2 separate regions of the Mus musculus genome follow, and region 2 is linked to region 1. Evidence: chromatin contacts called from public ChIA-PET data. All regions are on one chromosome and are shown on one strand. Each heading gives the region's core, a stretch centred on a gene start, on an enhancer-like site or on the middle of the called end of the contact. The rest is flanking DNA. Distances are from core to core; before and after follow the strand shown.

Region 1 (4,697 bases), core at 634-3,133:
TTTAAAAATTTTTTGTGTTTTATGTACTCCTGCATGCCAGAAGAGGGCATCAGATCCCTAGATGGTCGTGAACCACTATATGGGTGCAGGGAATTGAACTCAGGACCTCTGGAAGAAGAGCCAGTGGCTCTTAACAGCCAGCATGATCTCTATCCACATAACACTATCCACAACTGCAATTAATGTGACTATAGTAACAAGGCTAGAAAGTTACCATAGTCATTTAAAAGTAAATTAAAGATATACTTTTTATGATTCAGTGCTCTTAACTGCTGAGTCATCTCTCTAGCCCAGTAAAACTATCTTAAAACAGACAAGGGATATCAAGACATTAGGCAGTATTTTCTTTAGTATTTTATTCTTTGAAAATTTCATATAATGCATTTTAATCACATTTACCCACTTCTCACTATACCTCCTAAACCTCTGAGACCCAGCCCTACCTCTTTTTTAATAACCCACTGAGGCCACTTTGAGCTTCCTATGGATGTGGGGTCATCCACTGGAGTGTGGTCCAGCTAACTAGGAGCCACATCCTTAAAACAAACAAACAAGGGAGTTCTCTCTCCTCCAGTAGCCATTAACTTTCAATGGCTCCTAAGTTAGGAAAGGAGGCTCTTGAACTCCTCTTTTCTCTAAGTCGACATTTTCTAAGTACAAGTTAACTATTGCAGGCACTTTATATACATTATTACCAATACTGCTTTATAAGAAATGTAGTGTTATAAACCCTGTAGTCCAAAAAATGTTAAGTGCTGCAAGCTAGGGATGTAGCTAAGTGCTGAGTGTTTGCCCTTCCTTGCTTTTGAAACCCATGACTGGAAAGTCATGGAAGGATATTTTGCCCATCATCATGAAAGTCTAGCCTAAAACCAAAAAATACCCAAAGCCAAAGCATAGTCTCTTAACTCTGTCCACAACTGCAATCAATGTGTCTTGCAAGGCTACAAAAGTAAAAGAAATGAGCAGTCACTTAAAAATAAATGAAAGATATACTTTTTATCATTTAATTTAGCAAATTAATTAGTAATTCTTAAACACAAAACACTAGGTAGGCATCCTCCACTAGAATGACTTAACTAAGATAACTTAAGAGGGGATGGAGAGATGGCTCAGTGGTTAAGAGCACTGACTGCTCTTCCAGAGGTCCTGAGTTCAATTCCCAGCAACCACATGGTGACTCATAACCATCTGTAATGGGATCTAATGCCCTCTTCTGGTGTGTCTTTAGAGAGCAGTGTACTCACATACATTAAATAAATAAATCTTTAAAAAAAAAAAGATAACTTAAGTGGCTAAGCCTGAGTATACCTGGGACTAAGGTGTCTTTAATTCTTATTTGGGGGCTCTTTCTCACAAACTGTACTGTCTCTACAGAAACTATGAGATTCCTTGATAGCTCAACACTCAAAAAAAAAAAAAAAAAAAAACAAAAACATGCAAATAGATCTATTTCCCCTCCAAACTGAGAAAGAACTTCTCTATACAGCACTGCGAAATAAATCACAATTAGCAAGGAAGGTTATTAGCAATCATCCGGCCTCATTATCTATCCAAAATTAGCTCCAATTCAGAAGAACCAGCTTTCAGAAGCAGCTCAGAACCTGACTCACTGTCCTGCCTTTCATCACCAAGGGCTTTCAAACAAACTGTGCCCTCAACATGAAAGTACACAACTGCCTGAAGTTAGGGAGCCACCAGAAGCACAATGATACAGGACTTTTAGGGAAGCAGGGAATATAAGCTGATGTTGAAGGGGGTGAAAATAGAAGCATCAAACCCCAGAAAAGTGTAATGAAAAACTGCATAGCTGAGGTTGGAGGATGGGAAGCGAAGATGACAGCTGGGGCTAGCAGCAGGGAAGAGGAGGAGCTCTCTGGAAGGAGAAAATGGATGTGTAGATATGAAAAGAGTGCAAAGAGAAAGGGAACACAGAGCAAGTTGTAAACTATCTCCACCTATGCCCTAAGGGAAAAAAAGTTACCAACAAACTCTCTTGCCTTCAAGGGAACCACACTATAGGTAACATTAACTTCTGTCCCTCAGCTGACTACTGTCAAGGTCAAACCTCCAAATCTCACCTACACTTGCCACTTCCTTTAAAAAAAGAGAAAGGAAAAGAATGCTGTTCCCTTTGAGCCCCTCTACAACTGATTTCTGTGGGTGGCTCATGCAGTTCTCTCCTTCATATCTCAAAATAAAGAGATGATAGCAAAGATGTAAGAAAATGTCTGTTCTCTTTCTCTCATACATGTCCACAAATTCAAATCAACTACTTTGAAAATAAGACTGAGCACAAGACCTATTGCTCAAGGTGGTTACAGGGAAAGAGTATTTTATTTTAAATCTGTGTAGAACTGCTGGAAAATGTCAGACTTAAGCCTACACATCTTCTGTAAATTAAGCAGACCACATATCACTATCACTTAACAGCAAACTAATCAAAAGTCCATAGGCAGTCATTCCATGTATACCAACCAAGAGTAAGGCAGGCTTAAAGATATGGTGATAGTAGTAGAAATAGGGTAACCTCATTCTCTGCAACAGAAGATGCAGAGAGGGTGGGGGGAATGCTGGTGCTGAACTACTGGATTATCCTGATCACTAGCACTAGGTAGAGATGGCAGCCATTACAAAGCATTTTCCAAAGTCAAGACTGATCCTTTCAATAAAACAAACATGTCAAAAGATTAAGATCATTATAAACCAAATTCCATCCTTGGTCTGAAATTATACCATCCAAAATAGCAATAGGATTTGTTAGCCTAAATTAACTAGCTTTTCTACTTCAGAAAAATAGAGAAATCTACTTGATGCCAAAAAGTAAAAAAGAAAAAAAAAAAGAGTCTGCATAGTTTAGTGATTAAATTTAATGAATAAAATTCAATTGCATGGGATCACATGAGGTTCTGTTACTAACTGTATGACCTTAGTGAAGTGCCTAACCTCTCTGAGCTTCATCTGCTTAATCTATAAAAAGGAGCTAATAATAGCAATTTCCTTAGAGGGTTATTGTGAGGATTACATAAAACAACACAGCTTAAAACAGTACATGGCACTCAATAATGTTACCTATTATCCTACTATCGTATGTCTCCAAAGAAATAAAAATTAAACAGACACATATAGCAACCTTTGGCATTGCTTTACAACAGCCTGGGAAACAGAACTTCACACACAAAATAAATTTAACTTAGATTTCACGCTTAAAAAATAACCAAAAAAATCAACTGTAACTTTTCTAATAAAACAAGGACCATTGTGGTAATGTGTGGCAACAACAGATTCACATATGTTGACACAAATAATTGGCAGTTGCCAAAAACAAGAGAGATTATGAACAATGGAGGAAGTCCGATAATAGAGGTAGTACAATATTCTAGACCAGCCCAGACTACAAATAAAAACCCTGCCTCAAAACACAGAAAAATAAAAAACAATATACAAAAAATGCAGTATCCTTCTTACAAAGAAAGAAAACAGCCCTCTCTTTCCTCACCCATCCATCCACCTCAGTGTGTGTGTGCATGCATGTGTGCACACTTCTGCATATGTGCTGGATGCCATGTCCCAAGGTCAGAGGCCAAGTTGCATTAGTCAGTTCTATCCTCCTATGATGTAGGTCCCAGAGATCAAACTCAGGCATCAAACCTGGAAGCAAGGTGGAACCATCTTGCCAACTCAGAACAAGGCCTATTAATTACTAGTTGGCTTAACAATAGTGATACAAGAAAACACTGGATATTGGTTAGGCTAAACTGTAAATTCACAAAAACTTGAGACAAAATTAGAGTTGTAGACTTTTTATTCAGACCAAATCAAATCAATTAACTTCAGCCTGAAAATAGTGTGAGACTTTGAGTCAGTATCTCCACAACTTAAATTCTCTGCAGTGAACAATAGATTCTTCAAATAGGAATGATGCTATGAAGATCATATAACATGTGTGGAACAGTTCTATAAAACTGTAAAGGACAATTCACATGTTAACTCCTGGAAAGACCAAAAAAAAAAAAAAAAAAAGTACTGGAGAAAAATCTTCAACAAGCATTCTGATTTCAGTTTTGCTGTCAATTCTCATTGACAAGGCAAGCATAATCTCATAACTGTATGGGCTTAAGGTTAACCAACCTGGCCTGGTGCAGGACTTTTATCCAACACTGAGAAGATAAAGACAAGCAGATCTGTAAGTCTGAGGCCAGCCTGGTCTACATAATGAGTTCCAGACCAACCAGGATACAAGGCAAGACTCTTGGTGCAAAAAAAAAAAAAAAAAAAGTCACTGGCAAAGAAAAAGTTTTAAATATGACTAAAAAGGCCACAGGATTCTCTCATCCCAGAAAAATACAAGCACCAACTTTCTCTAGTGCTGTAGATCCAAAGCTTGGCACCCTGAGTCTATACTGTGCTACTGTACTGTTAGATAAATAGATACCTAAGGGTCTCTCTATGGGAGTCTTCCATTTCTTAAATCACAAATTTCCCATCTGAAAAATGGAAACAATAATTCCTACCTTAACCATGATGGTCATGTGAAGCTCATATGAACCACGTATATAAAATACCCGTAGCCTGTGAAGCTACAAATACATTATTATAAAATGCATATTATACAAGAACTCTATAAGCCAAACCAGCCCTAGGTGTGTTCTATGGAGATAACTTGAAAAGAAGCTGAAAGAATGCAGAGTCTTAGC
Region 2 (4,697 bases), core at 850-3,349, 44 kb before region 1:
AGGGTGGTGCACTGTGAGGAGGCTGCTCAAAGCTGCCTGTAACACCAGCTGCAGTGTGACCCAGTATGCTCTTCTGACCTCTCACTACCATGTACATGCACACACATTTTTAAAAAGATCTAATGTTGAGTGATCTTTTAAATTCAAGGTTCATACTTTCAAACTAGCTGCCTAAAGGCCAAGAAATGTATTCCAGCGTCATTACAGAGCAGGGGTTCTCAAAGTGTGACCCCTCAAGGTCAAGACCATTTCATCACAGTAAACACTTACCTACCACCCTTACTGTCTGCATTAGTGGGACCAGAAGACCGAGGAGCCAGGCTCCTCACACTACAAGCCAGGCAGTGGACTGCCCTTGTTTCCCAAGACATGCAGAGTAAAAGGGGCCCACACTGACTAGTGCTGTTTCTGGAAAGCACCTGAGCAAGACACTTGACACTGACAGCTAAACTACCACTGCCCTGAGGGAGGGAGAGTGCTTCATAGAGCCTTGGGCAGCTCAGGGCAGCGCATCTCTCAGTGAGTACTTCAAACAGAACCTAGGCCTTTCATTCCAGACAACAATGGACACTACTTACTGATAATAACAGGTGTGTTTTGGTTTTGGACAGGATCTACCCTGTAAACCTGTGATCCTCCTGCCCCAACCTCCAAGTTTGTACGGGTGTGCTGGGCCTGAAATGTAAGCTGAAGTAAGAATCTTGGAAAACTTGTGTCTGCCACACAGGTGCCAAGGCCTTTCTGACCCAAGACTTTTTTGAGCGCCCCCTAGGTAAATGGGACTTTCCTTTATGAACAAGTGACGGAATGTGTTGACACCTGGAAGTTAGGTATAGTCTGAACAATACGTATACACTGATCAATGCATGGTGCCTAAAGATTCCAAATGGCTGAGAGAGAGAGAGAGAACTATCCAAGTGAAGACCAGAGCAGTGGCTGTGGTGCCAAGACACTTCAAGTTAACTGCTACGGTTCAGTCTCTGTTGCCTGCCTATGTGCCTATTAACAGATAAGGCAAGTACAGTTGGACTATGTGGGAACACATGCAGACTGGGCCTGGAGCAACAACAGAAGACAAAGGCTCTGGTATGCTGACTCTAAAGGCTGGTGCCAGACTGTCTAGATAGAAACACCTTAAAAGGACTAAGTCTGTTTTCAGGGACTCTTCTCATCTGTAACTTGTGTTCTGGATAGGTGAGCAGCCTGATATTATGCAAAGGTCACAAGCTCTGGTATTTGAACAGATCTAGGTTAGAGTCCTAGCCTGTTTTTATGGTAGCTGTGTGATCTCGTGCAAGCCATGAGCCTCCACTGTGAAGTGGTGAACGAGAAGTACTGGGGAAGAACACTGAGCCTGGAAAACAAACAGAAACCACACTGTTGTCACAACCACTGCAGCCAGCACAGCCATCTTCTCAGCTCTGCCCTTCTGCCAGTGATCAAATCAGACCCTCCAGAGCACAGAAGGAACTAAAGACTTACTGAATTGGCAGGGTAGCAGGTCAAGCCATTGAGTACAAGCACAGTTTCCATATAGCAAGCCTGCCTTAGAGCAGACATGTCTCAAGTCAACCCATGACTTCTGAGCCATAAAGCTGACGCCTGCTTTCTTAGTCTACCTTAAAAGTTGAGGCATGGCCAAGCTCAGGCCATCGTGCAGCACTAAGGTGCAGCATTTACCTAGTTGTTCCCTTCTTTGCAGATAGGAATAATTAAAGTTCCTGAGTCATTTCTTGGCTTGTGTTTTAGGTTTTACTTTCCCCTAGCCTTGTAATTTTGTTAATTGTGGCCTCACCAGGTGTTTCTCAACCCAAGAGCTCTTGAGACAAGCCACACCACTATAGGAGAGGGCCAGGCAGGAGCTCGGGAGTGGGAGGAGGAGACAGGAAGAAGGGTGGTAGTTCTTAGGACCTCTCTTGTGGTCACAGATGTCCAGAAGCAGTAGCAGCAAGAATAAAGTCTTAGTGTGTACCCAAAGCTTCCCTCTACTGCTAAGCTGAACCACCTTGTCCAAGAGCCCACAAGACTCAGAAGTGTGGCCACCCTCAGCTGCTGTTTAGTGTTGGGGGTGGTATTTTGGTTGACACCTTTCTCACTGTAGCCCCACGTGAGCTAAACTGATAGGCAGCCCACAAAAGCACTGACAGCAGAGATAGAGGGACACTAGGCACCAGAGTTTGACTTCTGTAAACACATGATAAACTGTAGGAATTGAAAACATGAACCAGACTTATCTAAGTCCCACTCCCCACCCCACCTTCCTCCTTTTCTAACTGCATGTTTCTCTGCAGCCCTCCCTGACCCTGGAGCAGCACGTGTGTATGGCAGCTGGGGCAGGTGTTCTACAGGAAAGGACCTCAGTGACACATCGAGCTCAGGTATTTCTGTGCTGGATTTTGTTCCTAAAAAGAGAACAAAATACACACATTTCTATTCCTTGATTCTTTCTCTTATCCTAGAAAAGAAACCGTAAGTATTATTATTAAACAGAAGATGAAGTCAATCAACGACAGGTTGCTGCCATTAGCCTTGCCCCTGCCCTTAGATCACACAGGTTAGCAGTGGCACTGGCTGTCTGAGGAAGTAAACAGGAGATTGGCTTCATGTGCTGTGAGGAAGTCACCCCTTCCTTGAAAGAATGAGAGAATTTAATTTTGGAATAAAGTTTTATAAACTATTCTAAAACAAATACCAAAACCAAACCTAGATTCTAATTCCTTCAAGGGCCATCTTTTAGTGCTACTATCTCAACTAAGGAACATGGAGAGTAGTAGGAAGGCATTAAAAAAAATCCCTATTGCTGTTTACCTGGACATGGGCTCTGGATCCAACTCCAGATCATTTAACAGGAACAGCTCAGTTCCCAAGACACAGCAGGCTAAAAGCTGGTATATAAGCTGTGCATGCCTACAGACTCCCATCTTCTACCAGTTCTTTAAGTCCATGGACCAACAGCTCATAAACAAATGTCACACTATGCAGTGAAGTCTGCCTGAGCCCAGGAGCCTACTTAGCACTTTTAAAAAAATATCTCAGGGCCCTTCAGAATCTTTTGCTTGCTGACTTTCTCAACCCCTTGCCACACAGACCTTCTTGCAGATGGCTCCTGCCCACTTGTAGCTCCATTCACACTTATAGTAGTTGGCTGCTACCTCTGCTCGAATTCACTGAGGAATCTCCGGTTCACTACATCCTGGCTGTACCAGGCAAGGGCTTATACTAACAACTCATGCTTTTCACAGAACCTGTATGTTTATCAACCTGAAAGGATGAGGAGTCCTTTTTTATTTAAATAGCATCTATTAAACTGTGTAAATAGTGGTACATAAAGAAAATAAGGGCTGGGGGTGAGGTGGGGGGTGGGGTCATGGCTGGCTTACTAACTTGAGAGCAGGCAGGAGAGCAAATGCTGATCAGGTACGAGGTCCTGGGTTCAATCCCAGCCTGTACCCACAGAAAAAAAAGAAAGAATTCTTACCTCTTAATGCTCCAGCAACTGTGAAAAGGAAAACCCTTGTCCAGCAGGAGGCAGACTTCCCCAGTTCGGGAGTGTCTTACTAGGGCAAGGTGCTGTGTTCTGACACAGAGAACACTGTCAGCAGTGTCCCAGCACCTGATTACAAGCATCCATAAGAACAGAAACAGCCCAGGTTTGCTCTGACCTTTTTGGGCAGATGATCCTGTGAATATAAAGTTGGATAAACTTTTGGAAGACAACTGATATAAAACAAGCTTAGTATCCTACTTTCTTAAGACTGAATTTCAGCTACCTAAGTGTACATTGTTTATCATAACAATGTTTACAATTAAGAATAGAATCAAGAGCTGGAGAGATGGCTCAGTGGTTAAGAGCTCTGACTGCTCTTCCAGAGATCCTGGGTTCAATTCTCAGCAACCACGTGGTGGCTCACAATCATCTGTGACTATCTCTGTCATAGCTAAAGACTATTACAGTGTGCTCACATACATAAAATAAATAATTCTTTTTTTAAAAAAATGGGATCAAGATAAATGGTATTTTGAGTGGCTAAAGTGAGGAATTACTCCAGACAGACTAGAACTGTGATCAGGCCAGCAAGGTGACCCAGTGGCTAAAGGTGCTTGTTGCCAAGTATGATGACCCATGAGGTGGAAGAAAGTTACTCTCTCACATCCATGTGTGTCATGGCAACCTCCCCCAACAACAAGCAAATCAAACTCATATCAAGCCCTATCATTGGCATGGAGAAATAATCACAGTACGTTAATTTTTTTTAAGTTATGAAACAGCACTATTCCATTTTTATAATATACTAAATTTGGAAGAATTTAACAGTGGCTTTCAATGGAGAACATGACTGCATATTGTTTCTGTAGTCTCTTTATTTCTTTTAGGCAGAATCTGAAAATGCAATTTAAATTTAGAAAGGTAAATTTCTGTTATTGATTCATGTTGTTCTTAGAGAAACTCTTGCACCAAGCCAAGCAGTAAACCCATAGAAAGGAAGTTACCTGTCTGACAATATCAATGTGAGACATCTCACACACACACACACACACACACACACACACACACAAAACGCACACGCACGCGAGCTAAGCGCCAAAACTAAGTGGACCCAACAGAGCTGGAACTCACTGATTCCATGGGTGGTAAATCACACATCTTCCAAGCTGTCAAGCACAGACAGATTTCAGTGTAAACTAACATTTAAATG

The links. ChIA-PET counts read pairs in DNA pulled down with a chosen protein or histone mark.
Region 2: a contact with region 1 is called in an RNA polymerase II ChIA-PET map of memory CD8 T cells, with 394 read pairs. The contact joins two enhancer-like sites. A contact is called at or near these places in 1 of 15 datasets of contacts at CTCF or cohesin (CD8 T cells), 6 of 484 Hi-C or Micro-C datasets (the HL-1 cell line, cranial neural crest, embryonic stem cells and 3 more), 5 of 115 datasets of contacts at active chromatin or transcription factors (embryonic fibroblasts, embryonic stem cells and memory CD8 T cells) and 4 of 9 other capture datasets (adipose tissue, embryonic stem cells, liver and 1 more).

Annotation. Positions count from the first base shown.
Region 1 is chr9:58,611,082-58,615,778 of GRCm38.p6, reverse strand. The region is part of intron 1 of Nptn (neuroplastin); the gene reads right to left. Among named protein-coding and RNA genes, the nearest start is that of Nptn, 31 kb to the right of the region's middle. Within about 2 kb of position 1,883, at least 10 of the 459 cell types and tissues checked have an H3K27ac peak or open chromatin away from gene starts, as enhancers often do. A contact at or near this core is called in memory CD8 T cells, where this site is marked.
Region 2 is chr9:58,655,438-58,660,134 of GRCm38.p6, reverse strand. It overlaps Rec114 (REC114 meiotic recombination protein), which reads left to right. Exons shown (of 6, transcript NM_028598.1): 5 at 2,292-2,378. Among named protein-coding and RNA genes, the nearest start is that of Nptn, 76 kb to the right of the region's middle. Within about 2 kb of position 2,099, at least 44 of the 459 cell types and tissues checked have an H3K27ac peak or open chromatin away from gene starts, as enhancers often do. A contact at or near this core is called in memory CD8 T cells, where this site is marked.